3 separate regions of the Zea mays genome follow, and all the other regions are linked to region 2. The links are chromatin contacts, called in public Hi-C maps. All regions are on one chromosome and are shown on one strand. Each heading gives the region's core, a stretch centred on a gene start, on an enhancer-like site or on the middle of the called end of the contact. The rest is flanking DNA. Distances are from core to core; before and after follow the strand shown.

Evidence for each region. Hi-C and Micro-C count contacts between places; a contact is called where the count stands out from the background.
Region 1: a Hi-C map of leaf shows a contact between it and region 2, with 5 times the contacts expected there. The contact joins the enhancer-like site here to the promoter of LOC100283010 in region 2. A contact is called at or near these places in 3 of 25 Hi-C or Micro-C datasets (ear, leaf and tassel).
Region 3: a Hi-C map of ear shows a contact between it and region 2, with 5 times the contacts expected there. The contact joins the promoter of LOC103640990 here to the promoter of LOC100283010 in region 2. A contact is called at or near these places in 6 of 25 Hi-C or Micro-C datasets (bundle sheath, ear, endosperm and 2 more).

Annotation. Positions count from the first base shown.
Region 1 is chr10:30,053,250-30,056,740 of Zm-B73-REFERENCE-NAM-5.0, forward strand. No RefSeq gene overlaps it. Among protein-coding and RNA genes, the nearest start is that of LOC100285636, 21 kb to the right of the region's middle. Within about 2 kb of position 2,057, at least 11 of the 20 cell types and tissues checked have an H3K27ac peak or open chromatin away from gene starts, as enhancers often do. A contact at or near this core is called in leaf, where this site is marked.
Region 2 is chr10:30,367,800-30,370,894 of Zm-B73-REFERENCE-NAM-5.0, forward strand. LOC100283010 (coatomer subunit delta) reads right to left here and starts at 1,690. Exons shown (of 12, transcript NM_001371890.1): 1 at 1,571-1,690; 2 at 891-949; 3 at 674-713; 4 at 136-359. The coding sequence starts at 893.
Region 3 is chr10:30,645,507-30,648,889 of Zm-B73-REFERENCE-NAM-5.0, forward strand. LOC103640990 (probable serine/threonine-protein kinase At1g09600) reads left to right here and starts at 1,524. Exons shown (of 9, transcript XM_008664416.3): 1 at 1,524-1,987; 2 at 2,170-2,820; 3 at 2,886-3,170; 4 at 3,268-3,383. The coding sequence starts at 2,392.

The DNA.
Region 1 (3,491 bases), core at 807-3,306, 310 kb before region 2:
CTGAAAGCATTATTTTTCTGAACAAAATATGTGTCATTTTTTCAACAGCTTCAACTATCCGTTTGAACAGACGGGAACTCGTACAAAAACGTCGTCGAAAAATCTTCTCAGGATATGTTGGTTTCTCAGCAAAATAGTCAAGATATAATTTTATAGCGTATTCTTCTCTACCTCGATTGTAAACTTTATGTCCAAAAACTGAACCTTTATGTTTTTTTCGTTGCTTATGCTTTATCTTCTCATATTCACTCATCAATAAAAGCATGAAATGGTCAAGTTCGTCATCTAAATCTTCATCTTCCTGATGAATCAAAGCTCTAGTAATTGCAGACATCTTTCTGAAATTTATCGATAGAACTTGGATAAGAAATCAATGAACAATGTATCAACAAAAATGAATAGTATTTATAAATGCTGCTTCGTGTCTATTCACTAAACTACAAGATCTATCCACTAACCGGAGCATCGGTTGAATTAGAGGAACGGAGTAGCACGTGAATGTGTGGAGGAGCTACATCAAAAGGCGTTAAACAAGAGAAAAGCATACCAATCGTGATGAAGCCAGCCTGCCTCTTGTGAACCCAGGTGATGAATGCTGCACGATTAGCTCTTTCGTCGACCTGACCCCTACGACCCTGCTGCATCTGCAGGGACAACGAAGATGGGTTCTCAAATAGTTTATCAGTTGATGTCCCGGCCGAATCGTAGCATCCAGCGCGGAAAAGAAGTCGCGCGCGTGGTGGGTAGGCGCCAAAATCTCCCGCCAAAATCCACAGATAACACTAGACTATAGGAGTCACTGTTGGAGTAAACTAATTTGTTAGGTCCTAATTATCTTTCAATGAGGTCGTATTTCATTATTTAGGGCCCAAGTTTAGGACTCTTTCTTGGAGTTGCTCTAACAGTAGCAAAACTAGCCGATCGACATGCGGTTGGGTGAAAGATACCGCACAGGAAGGAATATCCTTCTAACAGTAGCAAAGACTAGAGCCGATGCCGATAGTACGGCACAGGAAGGAATATCCGCAGCAGCAAAGCCGGCCTAGATGCAGTAGTTTATTTGCCCTCTGATGATCTACAGACGACGACACAATCCGGCCATGCATGTTCCATCTCACACTGAACGAAGCGCCACGTGATTGTGTCCAATTTTACTGAATAATAATAGAGCAGAAACAAGCCCCTGCTAGCTAGGGGCGACAATCCACCCATATATATGTTCAATGGCAGGCCATGATCTGACAATCTACATGAATAAATAACCACATGGATTTTATTAAAATGAGCCAGGTGCATTGCAATCGATCTACAATGGATTTTATTAGACTACTATTCTTTCAACTTCCAGAGTGAATGAATAACCACATGGATCAAGAATGCAAATCCCAACGGTGTTTCTTATGCTCAACTAGTACACTACATACATCATAGTGATTTAATCAGGATGCATGATGGAATCATCAGCATTTCGTTGTGAATTGCTTGAGTGCGGCTCTCATGTACCGCCAAATTATTAAGGTGTTTATTATAGGATAGAATGCAATGAATGTTTCTTCGGAGAAAATAGTTTAAGAAATCAGAATATATATATAGTGGGTGATTATTAACTCTGAATGAAATGCAAAAACTAAAAACCTTTCTCTCCAATCATTGGTCTGAAAGCAGATTTCAACTAATAATTTAGGAACCAAAGCCTTAAAACTGTCAATAATTTCAGGAGGTCAAGAATTTCGCTGTGGATTGCTTGTGTGCTCCCATATAATACATACATTGCCAATTTTAAGGTGTTTGTTATTATAGAATAATGCAATGAATGTTTGTTTGGTGAAAATATACTTAACGAAATCAGATCATACGATGGGTGATTAACTCTGAACAAAATGGAAAACTAAAAATCTTCTTTGTCTCCAATCATTGATCTGAAAGCAGTTTCGACTAATTTGGGAACCAAAGCCTTAAAACCGTCAATAATTTCAGGAGGTCAAGCCGACAGCCTGTGCTAGCGATCGCAATCAGGTTGTCCGTATATATATTAATCCGGTCCATCTAGTGGATCGATCTTAGCGGTCGATCAGCACAGTAGACGCCAAAAGATGGAGTAAGACAAACAGGAGTGCTCATCTATCCGATGTTGTATGTAATTATTGTATGTGTGATCTGTGGACTCAGAAGAACATACACTGTTGGACGATCGAGACTCGTGAATTGGCCTCATCAGCCCTCATATAATCTTATGGCAGCACACAGCAAACATCCATCCGGTCGACGCCATATGCGCTTTCGATTGGTTTATACTGTCTCGCTGCCAAGATTCCAGATAAGATCGAAAGAGAGAGGTGTGTGCCCAGCGTTGCATACCGACGTGGCTACACACTTCGCCGTCCGCAACTTCCCCAAGCTATACTTAACTTTCCAGCCGCCTGCCTCGCTCGTCCACCCGCCCTATTTTGATCCGCCTTGATGGATAGTTGATCCACCATGGGCCGGTCGTTTCATAGAAAGCTGATACAAGTTTATCTCAAGTTTGTCTTTTTTTTTTTTGCCCTCCCCTTGTCGGATTTTAACTAGTCAGAGATTGATGTTCATCACGTCCAATAATTACATACGTTTTCAATTTGCTAACTCAAATTTACAGAGTTGTTTGAGTGTAAAGATTTTTATTGGCTTCTATTTATCCTTTCTATGGTCTACTGATTGGATCTTTTACTTGGTCCATACGTTGGAGGTTTTGTTGGGTTGGATCGTTCTTTTTCTCAAGCGGATGTCGCAGTATGAGACAATATCGCAGTACGCGACACTGAAGAGTTGGCCAAGGTGATCATTTTTAATTCGCTAGGACACCCGGCACCCAGGCCTGATGGCTTCTGTGGCTAATTCTTCTGTGTCGCGTGGAATGTGATAAAAACTGGAACCCTCGGCGTCTTCATTGTTAAGAAAACCTAGGCACGCAGTCTTTTGCTCCTAAATATTGGTCTGACGGTTCTATTAAAAAACCAGCGTGGTCGACGGGCTTGAGAGATTATGAACAATAATAAGCCACATACTCCATTCGTTCTCTATCTTAAGATCACGAAAATTTGTCCTAAATTAAAGTTTTAAACTTTGATAACAATATCTATAAAAATAATTATTTTAAATTAAAGAAATTATATATTGTGGTAGATGTTTTAATAATAAATATAATAGTTTCGCTTTTATCTAGTCAATATTTATGAATATTTTTTTTTATCAATGATCAAAGTTTTAAAATATTAATTTAGTATAAACATTCGTGACTTTAAGATAAATATAGAGCACGAGATAGATGTTGTCCAAGGGCCTTGCCATGCGCTTGGCACCAACACAGGGCCCCTAAATGAACGGGGCCTCCATTTTTTTTTTCCTTGGTCCATTAACCAGCAGCAAGTACAAGTCAAGACCACCGCTGTTTTTAGTATGTTTATTTGTTTTATGCCGTAGTGATTAGATTAGAATATGCTTACACTGAACCG
Region 2 (3,095 bases), core at 440-2,939:
GATGGAAAAGGTCGAGACATAAACCTTTTCCCCACCCCCAATCCCTAGTTTCTATTTTTAATTCATAGATTAAATAGGATTACATAAACAAGGTAAATTCCAATGAGAAAAATAATATATGTCAGAGTAGGATACGAGCTTGGAGAGGAGCCTCAAAGTGTCCAGATCTTCAAGAATATTGCTCTGCTTGTTTGTGATAAGTAGAAGATATAAACCTTCAATAGGTTGATAAACATATCGCACATTTTCAGTTTCGACATAAGTGTGCTGCTTCCCAGTTCCAACCAGTTTTGGGAACGCAGCAAGTAATCCTTCAATTCTTATGCGAGACATGTCAACAAACTGTCTTGAAACAAGTGCTGCAATTGAAAACACAAAAAAGAAAAGCCCTCAGCTAAGTCTGTTCACTACTTCACTTCTTTAAAAGGATAACTAGGGCGACAGCTAGATAAATTTAAAGACATAGTAGCTTCATATTATGTGAGGGCAAAGACTTTATATAAGAAAAGAAGCGAGTAGTTAGCAATATGATACCAGCTATTGCACCAAATTTTCTATAGAGTGCTTTAATAGATGGTGAATAGAGTTACTATAGCAGATAAATAAGTTACAAAATCAATTCCTTTGCAAATCGGCAATAATGAAAGGTATGACTAAGGTTGAAGCACCACACCTTTTCCCGACTTTGAAACGATTGATGCTGCAAGAACCACCTAGGAGTACACAAATGGTAAAAAATAATCAGACCTACCAGAAACAAGATACTGTAACTCAATGATAGCAAAGGGATAAATGTATAGAAATTCCTTGATTAAATCAGTTTATTGGCAGTACCTAACGACTATCAAGAGGATTCAAAGTAAAAGGACAATGAAACCAACTAGCCATACCATTTTTTATCACTTCTGTTGATGACTAATTATCCAAATCAAGCCCTTAAACTATGAACCTGTCACATCAAACCAATTACACGATCAGCAAAGTAATCATAACAAGAATACACATGACTACTGATTGTAAGAACTGGGAAAAATAAAGGAGTAGTCACTTAAAGTAATTGATTTCAGCAATCAACAGTAGCTATAAAACACATGAACCAAGCAACCTATTTGCCCCTTACATCATTCAGATTCAGGGTAACACATTGTAAATGGGCCAGAAAAACGTGTGAACACGCATTGCATCTGAACCTACAGGAAATTTGACAAAAGCAGCCCGGATCTAGGAGAGTACACCAAGAAAATTGGCAGAGGCGGTCCAGATCTAGAGGATCACAGCTAACCATGACGTGCGGTGGTCGAAAAAATGATTATTCATAACAGAGCGGCGGAAGGACGCCTGGATCTGGCCAGAATTGGCGTGCTCGGTTGCGCATTAAAGGGAGATACGGGGCGGCCTTGCCAGTTTTATGCTCGTCGCCGGCAAAGGGCCCGACGGACACTCGGCGAATCCTTTCAGATAAGCTAAATGGAACTGTAAACCAGTGCTCTAATGGATTGGACTGTTGGTGATCGAAGTCGAGCAATAAAATGGTTAAGCAAAGAGAAAAGGGAGACAGGCAAGATCATACGTTGGAGGAGTGCGCCGGTGGGGCGTCTCCACCGGTAGCTGCGAGTCCGTCGGAGTCGACACCGCCTCTGTCGCGCCTCCGCACCGCGAGATTCGTCGCCACTTACGGGTGCGAGATCTGTGTATTGGAATGGGGAATTTTATTAGGCGACGTGCTCAAACAAGTACTAGGTGTGCTAAATCTAGAGCATTCATGTCACACTCGTTTTAAAAATGAAAAAACTGAATGTGAATTATGAATCAGAAACTCACGTACACACTGATTACATAATTAAACATCATTATACATTGCTTAAATTAAATAGCGGAAAAGTATTTTATTGCATCAAGATGTCCAAGACATTCACAGAGTCTATAACATAGTCACTAACATTATCAAAGTATGGAATACGAAACGTAGCAGATAATGTATTCACAAGCAGCTGACTGTGGGTTTGCCACTAACATAACTAAAATTTGTCGCAGTCCTGTAACTCCTCAAAGTCCTTCATGTTGTCAACATCTCCTCCTGAGCACTGAATACAGTGGGAACAGCCTAGGGTGGGTGATTTTGTAAAGCAAGGGTGAGTACATATCAACGTACTCAGCAAATGTCCCGTTTGGCTAAAGTCGATTAGTTGTATGTTGAGTTGAGGTTAAGCAATTGCTTTTAGTTGGTCAAGTATTTATTACTAATAGTAAAGCCAAATTTTAGTAATAAATCCAGTTATTACCCAAACGTACTACCTCCAAGAGGAAATACCAGAGATCATAATTATAACCATCATTATTAAACATCATCATGAAAGTTATTCTAGAGGATCCCAAGGCTGCTCTTAACCATGAGCACGGCTGATGTACCAATTTCTAACACTCTACAGAGGTTGCACACTTTACCCACAAGTCGTGAATCTCATTCTGCCCGGAGATCATGACTCTACATTGATCACTACCAAGGTGACCTAGCAGGGTCTCACTATGTAGCCTTTACAAAGATTCCCCAGAGGTCATAGCCGCTCGTTAGGTTTCTCCAGTTTGATAAACACAATACTTCTCCTTGCAGGAAGGGTGACTAACAAAACCAAATCAAATAACCTCTTCAACCAGCCTCGGCAGAGCAAGTACTGTGCTCGGACCCCATTGATGGCCCTACGGCGAAGCCAACTACACCTCAGGTTCCTCTAATTAATCAGATAAGGGCGTCTCATTCCACCCTCATGGTTGCACTGTTATCCCAGGTGGTCACTCAACGAACAGGTCCTTACAGAGAGGTACTCAGGAAACAGCTTGAGTACCCTAAAGTATCACAAGATCATCATCGGGATAACATCATCGTATCATAAATATTCATATCATGTTCGTTGATTAAGTTAAAGCAATAGCATAAGCTAACCATGATAACCCAAAAGATAAACAAGGATAAGGTAAATATAGACTAGTCAATCCTTAGGTTTTAATAAAGTAATGCAGGTCAGTGAGTTATAAAGTAAGTTGAACATAATAGGTCAGAGGACACTTGCCTTCACCAGGTTGTTGCTCAGGAAGAT
Region 3 (3,383 bases), core at 274-2,773, 280 kb after region 2:
TGTCGTGCAGAGGAACATTGCCAACTTGAAAGTGGAGCTATAGGGAAGAAAGGTGATGTTTTGATATCTAGTTGTTAGACTATCTTTTTCCAATATTTTGACAATGTTATGTTTTCTTACAAGCTTCTCTTAGATGGCAAGAGTAGCGTGTACCCTCCGTGACAAGAGGCTGGACGATAGAGTAACTGTGCTATCGGGTGGCGTGAAACCGTTCTGGTCTTGAGAAACCTGAAGACGGTTGACATATGCAAGGGTTAAGTGCTACATATATCGTGTGATTAGACATCAACAGCTGGGTATTAATTGATTCGGATTGTCGTTACTTCTCATATATGAAGACTTGGTCACTGCCCTACATCGTATTTAACAAGTGAAACTAGGATGTGATAAAAGAAAGCTAGATTAAGACAAGTGATTGATCTAGATTAGGATAATCTAGATTCAGGAAACTACTTAATTTGGCAAGTACAATGAAAGCTTGGGGACCAATTTTAGTAAGCTTTGATGCAATAGAGTTCTTGATTCTTGCTATACTTTACATTTATTCTCAAAATTCAACATATCATTGATAGTCTTTTCTTTAGTCAGGTAAGACTTGCGAAAATACCTTCGTACTTAGGGTTCTTTGAACCCATCGTTGCAGATGGTGAACCTTTGGAGTTTTGTTGCTTCTGCACCAAGTAGTCCCAAAGCAGAGGAGGAAACTTAAGTATTGGTTATGGAAGGTGCTAACCTTCCAATTATGAAATAAGTAGGTTGCACTCAAACCCTTATATTGTAATAACTACTCTTTCCTTATATTGTTTACTCAAACATCTGGATGTGAATTAAGTTATTATAACTCTTTCCGCTTTACTCCGATTTGTGTTGTAATGTCTATGAGATGTGTTAATCGCTCTTGGGATGTAAAGGAGAAGTAAGATCTTGTTCCTGTCAAGCTATTTAGCACACCTGTATAGTCGTTCTAGATTTTTGTGACAAAGACAGGTATGAGTAGGCCTAATATCTTGTGAGGTTCCAGTCGGGATGTATGGCAGGGCCTAGATGAACTTAACCCGGTATGCGTGCAACCCACGCAGCGCATCGGCCCACGAAGCGGTCGCGCACCGCGCAGAGAGGATTCGGACGCGGGACCAGACTTGCATGCATGCATCATGTAGCGCGTGGGTAAAGGAGGGGCTGCATGTGATTCCAAACGCGGAGGCAGGCTTGTATGCAAATGCAATGCACGTGAAGCACAAACATCGCACGATGGTGCTGCTTTTTTAATTAGTAGAGATAGATTTTTTTGGAGTATTTTTTAATATGTTAAAAAAGTTGCCCTGCAAAAATCTAATTTAATATAGTCACATTACAATTTACAGAATTTTCTTTTTGCTACAGTAGTTTTTATGTAAAATGAATTACACTATCATCTATCCATTAACCGCATCCAAATTGTTGGAGGTTATACACAGGAGGTATGAGAGAGAAGAAACATGACTTGTAACTATTTATAGATAAGAAGGGTAACCATGAGCTAATTTTAGCTCTCACAATATCTCCCATCCGTTCCTTTCTGAATACCTGGCCGTTAGCAATTTCTAATGGTTTGGTTCATTTCCTTTTGATATTTTTTTTTTAATTTTTTTTCGTGTATTGCTTTAGAGACAGAAAAAATAAAGAAATTTCTCTATGAAACTCCCTTACAGCGAAATCCCTATCTGTTGTTTGCAATCCAACTTTGTTGTGCATTAGTGTTCTTGTACTCACCCCTCTGTCCAAGGACCAAAATGGGAAGCTGGTGTCGTAATGGTTTATTGAAGGAAAAAAACAGATTGATACCTGGTTCTTGGTTCATGTTGCTGGGATGCCTTCACACCAATCTGCAATTTTCATCATATTTGGCTGGTTTTTCCTGCTCCTGATCAGATTTTGAAAGAGCTAACCATTGCCCACAATCAACTTACTGTCGGTTGGGTCAGGGTGCTGCTAGCTCCTCCCAAAGGTAAAGTTTTTTTTTATCACGCCTAGTGTTTCATATGAAATCATTTGAATTGGAAAAAACTTGTGTGCTACATAGTAGTTGGTTTTGATAGATTAGCCTGATTCATAAAATTCCAAACGTTTTAATTTGCTGGCCTTCTTCAAACTGTTGCCCAAATTTGACATTATTTTCACGCATTTCAGTTTCTCTCCAATATCTATACAATTTGTGCCAGTCCATCTAATCACCCCGCGCCCCTAGAGAATAGGCATTGAAGAAACTGGTAGCCTGTTCCTCAAGATCATATATAGGGGGAAAAAAGCACAAAATAAAGAACGAACTCATCTGCTGTTCTTTCAATAATTGTATGGTCATCACGGATACAATCAAAAGTCAGTAGCAAGACTGGGAAGCTAGCTGAGGAGATGGTCATTTGTCGTCAAGTGCAGAGATTAGCAAGAAAAACCGCAAAAATTGGTCTCAGTGCAATCAGCTCGTTCAAGAAGAAGGCCCTGCATCTTATGGGCTGTCTTTGCTCCAAAGGCGCCAAAGAAGATGCCAATGCCGCTTCTGGACGCAGAACGCCGCCAAGGAGAAGTGAGCCAGCCACTGATGCGATCGCGAAGGACAGCAGCAGTTCAGCCGCGCTTAATAATGCAAAGACCAAAGGAAATCTGTATGGTGCAGAAAAGGTGGTAGTGTCTCTAGATGCTAGGATCAGCAGTGGAAACAACGCAGAGTTTAAAGGGCTTAATGCAGTCTCTGGCTGGCCATCTTGGCTCGTGAATGTGGCACCTAAAGCAGTAGAAGGCTGGTTGCCTCGGCGAGCAGATTCCTTTGAGAAACTGGCCAAGGTAAACTACTTACTGAGTGTATACCATGCATGCAAATTGCTAGAATAGATTGTTTTGCGTCGCAGATTGGGCAAGGAACCTACAGTGTGGTGTACAAAGCCCGGGATCTGGAATCTGGGAAGATCGTTGCGCTAAAAAAGGTGCGGTTCGTCAACATGGATCCCGAGAGCGTGCGCTTCATGGCCAGAGAAATCCACATCCTTCGGAGGCTGGACCATCCCAACGTCATAAAGCTCCAAGGGATCGTAACGTCCCGCGTGTCGCAGAGCCTCTACCTTGTCTTCGAGTACATGGAGCATGACCTCGCTGGTCTCGTTGCAACTCCAGGCCTCAAGCTCACTGAGCCGCAGGTGGTTTAGTAGGTTTACCTTGTCCATCCATCCATCCATCACTTGGGAACGAACACTAAAACTGTAGCGCAAATAAATATATATATATATACACCAGATAAAATGCATCGTCCAGCAGCTGCTCCACGGCCTCGACCATTGCCACAGAAACGGGGTCCTGCATAGGGACATCAAGGGCTCGAACCTGTTGATTGACAGCAACGGGACGCTCAA